Linked DNA regions of Solanum lycopersicum: region 1 is linked to region 2. Evidence: chromatin contacts called from public HiChIP or PLAC-seq data. All regions are on one chromosome and are shown on one strand. Each heading gives the region's core, a stretch centred on a gene start, on an enhancer-like site or on the middle of the called end of the contact. The rest is flanking DNA. Distances are from core to core; before and after follow the strand shown.

The links. HiChIP or PLAC-seq counts read pairs in DNA pulled down with a chosen protein or histone mark.
Region 1: a contact with region 2 is called in an RNA polymerase II HiChIP or PLAC-seq map of leaf, with 5 times the contacts expected there. The contact joins the promoter of LOC101260951 here to the promoter of LOC101264836 in region 2. A contact is called at or near these places in 2 of 8 Hi-C or Micro-C datasets (both in leaf) and 1 of 1 datasets of contacts at active chromatin or transcription factors (leaf).

What each region holds. Positions count from the first base shown.
Region 1 is chr7:5,641,314-5,644,013 of SLM_r2.1, reverse strand. It overlaps LOC101260951 (TBC domain-containing protein C1952.17c), which reads left to right and starts at 1,291. Exons shown (of 5, transcript XM_004242773.5): 1 at 1,291-2,288. The coding sequence starts at 2,119.
Region 2 is chr7:5,478,137-5,480,836 of SLM_r2.1, reverse strand. It overlaps LOC101264836 (protein trichome birefringence-like 14), which reads right to left and starts at 1,353. Exons shown (of 5, transcript XM_010325046.4): 1 at 1,195-1,353; 2 at 1-6.

The sequences.
Region 1 (2,700 bases), core at 42-2,541, 160 kb before region 2:
AACTAGAACAATAATATTCTTTTTAAGTTGGTAAATTCATCTAATTTTGTCCTCTACACGTCACCTCTTAAAGAAAAATACAAAAAATAATAATTAGTGATATTTAATATGCTCAAAATCCCCTGTTCATAATTTCTTGTCATTATTTTTAACATATTAAAAATAATAAGCCAACATAAATTTAGATCTTATTCATTTTATAATTTACTACTCAATAATTAAAGTTCATTTACGGAATGAAAATACATAAATTTATATTCAATAGTTTTATTAAAATTCTAACTTATATAAATTTTGTATTGCATAATTCATGAATATATAACTTAATTTTGTGAGTGTCAATGAGGAAATTTATAGTTGTCAATTATTTTAATTTTGTATCATGTAACATAATACATAATGAAAAACTTAATTTTGGATCCCACACTTTGGTGAAATTATTGTAAAAATTGAATTTTAAAAATTGAATTATTGTAAAAATTGAATTTTAATTCATCTTGTCATTTAGTAATTTACGATCAGATTTTTATGATTTGACAATTTAAATTTTATTAAATGAATGAAAGTGAAAATATTTATTCGGTATCTATGATCTATATAAAATCATAACTAATTCAAATTTTCATCACATTACATAATATATGAATGGACAACTCAACTTTGAAATCTCTCCCTCAACGTTAATGGAGGATTTGAATCGAAAAAGAAGAAGAGAGATTTTCCTAATGAAATCGTGATCAAAATCGAAATTTTATTCGTTTTATCATTAAATAGTTCATAATCAGATTTATATAATTTGTAATTGAGCATTTTCAAATTTATTTGATAAATGCAAATGAAAAGTATATTTGATGTCTATTTATAATTTTTCGACAAGGTATCCATGAATCAGAGACAACATCTTTTCATGACCTTTCGTCTCTGACAGTATCCTTTCTTCTTAATGATTAGGGATCCACCCTAACCCTAGGTCATGTAACATAATACATAAATCGACAACTTATTTCCTCGACATCCTACACGCCACTTGAAAAAGTTAATTCAATATTTCATCTAGAATCCCAATTAATTTAAAATCTGTACCATGTAAAATAATACTTAAAACAATTTTGAAATTCTGTTCTAAATGGATGAATTGAATAAAAAATAAAATGAGAGATGTAGAAATCTAATGAAATCATCATCGAAACTCATGTCTTATAATTTTATCATTAATAAATAATAATCAGATCTAAGCAATTTACAACTTACCAATTTAAATGAAAAGAAATATTCAATGTCTATGTACGACTTTCTAACGTTCATGAATCATAAACGTATCTCTCCATAAACTTTCACCTCCGAAAATATCCTTCCTTCTTAATGTCCCGACATCCATCTTAACCCTAATTAATTTATATTCATATCACGTAACCTAATACACGAAAACAACTCAAACTCACCTCTCCCCTAACACCAACCCCAACTTGACCCCTAAGACTCACCTATTGCAACAAACACACAAAAGCATAAGTCAAGCACTTGCACTCCACAATTTTTTTTTTTTTACTTCTATTCCCCTTTTTGTATTTACCAAACAAAAACAAATTTCTTATTTTCCACCCTTTATTCTCTCTCATCCTTTTTTCTTGTCTACCAAGATTTTCTCTTTCTTCCAAATAAAATAAAATTACTAAAATTAACAAAAAAAATAAAATTCATCAAAAATATTCTTCAAAGATTAGACCAATGACCACCCAATACCCATCACTCTATTACATTTCTTGTCTATAAAACTTTTTTGCCATTTCTTTCTCCCCTAAATTTAGGTCAATTCTCCTTCTTGAATTCCTTGTTGTTCTTTCTTCTTCCTTTTACATTTCTCAGAAAAATCTTAACCCTTTGATTCAGCTTTTTTTTTTCTTTATATATATATTTTTCTTGAATTTTGGCTCTAATTTCTTAATTTTCTGTTGAAAAATTGTATATTTAAGGAGATTTAGCAAATGGGGTCTTCAAAAATTTCAAATTTTTTTGTTCAGATTATTGGTTTGATTGATTCTTGCTGAGGTTTGAGCAGCTGGGGTTGTTTGAGAATTTTCCTTTTTTTCCTAGCTGAGAATTTTTGGTAGGGAAAAAATGGCAGCTGGTCCAATTGAGTCAACAGTGGTTCTGGTGGTGGAGGAGTCGTCTCGTCGTTTTGGAGATCTGAGAGGTGTCCAGTGGCGTATCGATTTGGGGATTTTGCCTTCTTCTCCATCTTCAACCATTGATGATCTTCGTCGTGTTACCGCTAACTCACGTAGAAGGTATAGAATCTGCTTTGTTCTTTTGACCTTTTTGGGGTTGTTATGTTTGTTTCTTTTGGTTTTCTTGTTTGTTGTGATAAAAAGATGAAACTTTACACTTTTTGTTGATTTCTGAAAAAATTGGAAAACCCAACTTGAGATATGATGTAAATGGAGGCTGTACAATTGTGCTGATGATGTTGATGGTGATGTGTGGAGATGTATGATGGTAAAGAATAGTATGTTGCTAGCAGTTGACTAATTTGATTATCTATTTATATAAACACAATTGTATTTGCTTTTGAGATGTGTTCATCATTAACATAATTGTTGTGTTGAGATGATCTGTTTACCTGCTTGTCTGATGTTAAAGAATAGTATGTTGCTAGCAGTTGACTAGTTGGATTATCTTTTGTGTCATTGTTTTCTTGTC
Region 2 (2,700 bases), core at 104-2,603:
TAGAAGCTTACAAAAAAGAAAAAAGAACCATGTCAAGATAACTACTCAAGCACCCAAATACAATGTACTTTATTAAATCAGACAAAAATGTTCAAAATATTCAAATTTAACAGAACTTCTATCAACTCTTTGAACCTCTAAAATGAGATAATGAAAGGGATACGAGAGGCGGGAGCCATGTACACAGTCGCAGGAATCTAAGAATTAGTCGTTTCAATGTAAAACATTATTTACATCTCGCCTCTCAAGTTATTCATGAGAATTCAACATAATATTTCATGATGTCAAATTATTCATATCATATGTCGCATCCAGCATTTCAAAGTGGTCATTATCTTCTTGTGTTGTCTCCTAGAATTTTCTCATTTATTCTGGAAGACACTATATGACTTTTGTGAACTGTCACAAGGCCACAATCACATGAGGTATGGTACTTCAATCTTGAATACACACTTTGGTATTAATCTTTTCATGCTATGAAACCATTTGCTCATTTCTTAAACAGAAACATTATGAAAAATGAACATATTTGCTGATGAATCAACTACGTTACAGGAAGAGCATTATATAAACTAGGGGTAGACTAAAACATTAACAGAAAAGAACAAACATAAAGAAAGCCCATTTGACAGAATCTTATCCTAAAGCTAACTTTCCGAAAGATAGTCTCAAATGGCAACATTACAGCCAAAAGAAAGCACCAATTCCATAACTAAAACACAAGAAAACAACATACCCAAATCAAGTTTTGTCCTTTATTTCACAATTCTTTATCAGTAAAAATACAAACTTTAATCCTTTTTTTTAACTTATTCTATAACAAAATCATTTCAATTACCAAAAAAAAAAAAGAGAAGAATATCTTAATTACCAGCAAGAGCATTATATAAATTAGGAGCAGACTAAAATATAACTGAAAACAACAAAAACCCATTTGACTGATTCCTATCCTTAAGCTACTCCCAACATGGCAGCAACAATCCACAAGTGGGGTGGGTGTAATACACCCTTGGCTCAATAGAAGTCACAAAATGACAACATCACAGAGAAATCAACACAGCATTTTGATACCAAATCTTTATTTTTTAAAAAAATACAAACTTTCATCTTCTTATATAACAAAATCAATTCAATCAACAATTAAATAAACAGCCATGAAGATATAAATCATAAAAAAGTATTTAAAAAAATCACCTTTTTTGAACAATGCTGATAGATCCCCTGACCTTCTCCGTTCACATTATCTACTATCTGATAGATCGGTGTGAAATGTACATATATACGTATGGAGAATTGTCGGGTCGGGGTCGGGTCGGGTCAGAACAATGGAGCTTCGGCCGACAAATTGATAAAGTAGAAGAAATCTGGTGTTTTGGTAGATATATGGAAAGTGAGGGTTACTCTCTTTATTTTAGTTTGTTCCGTGGTATTTGACTGAGCATATAATTTTAAAAAAATATCAAATATCAAATATATATAAATGGTCTTTTCGAATTGTTCGAAATTATTATTTGGACATTTCAATTAAGTCTATAATTTATTAGACACATAAAGGAATAGAGGTTCAAATTAGATATGTCAGAATTCGATTTAGTTGCGGCAATCTTAGCACTTCTCAGAGAGATTTCAAAATCATCAGGCCAAGTTCCGCTTATCATATCAGAGAATTTAGTACCAAAAAACATCTGCAAACAACTGTTCATTGACAGTAATACAATTTTCTATTACTGAGGTTTTTATCTCATCATTGTCAACAGAGAAACAAAGATCCGCTCAGAAAATTTGAATAATAAATTCAAGACCAGACGGACTACATAGATATTACATATATAATAGATATTACATATATATATCTAAGAGCAAAACTAGAACTTTTAGATTTGGGGTTGGGGGAGGGGGTGAGGGGAAGGGGAGGAAATAGAGCGATGATTATAAAGGATGAAGAAAACATTATTTTGGCGCCCATTATCAAAATGGATTGAAAATCTCGTTTTTAGATTGGAAACTTGAGTGAACGCTACTCATCACTCACAAAATGTTCATTTTCAATTTAAAAAGAATAAACCATCTACTTTTAAAATCGAAAAATAAACCATGTATTTTTAAAATCGAAAAATAAACCATGTACTTTCAAAATCAAAAAATCAACTATCTACTTCAAAATTAAAATTAATTTACGTGATATTTTTTTTAAAGCATTTTATATTAAGATATTATAGTTCATATGGCTAGTTCACGTGATACTTATTTTATGTAATGTTCCTCTATATTATAAAGTAAAGAACTTCTTACTATAGAATTGTAACGACCAAAGGCACTTTTGCCATTTTACTAAAATTACCAGCTTAAAACAATTGTACTTTCTGCTTCTAAAGTATTAAATTTCTCAAATACCCATTCAAGTTGTTATGATTATTTAATCCATCAGTGGTTTCCTAAACTTGACACTAATTTTCACTTAGACACCTTACCTAAGTTTTGTTCATTTTAGACACCTCATGTCATGTCTCGTTGTGTCATTTAACACTTTTTACTGATATGGCATAGTGAGTGTAATACACTCACTACCAGCGCGTGAAAGACTCATTTAATCATTTTTATTTTATTTTTTTTCATCTTCTTCCTCATTTTTTAGCCACCATCTCTCAAAGCTTGAACTCCTTCCACGGAGAAATAGTTTTGATGATGCTATGGACAAAA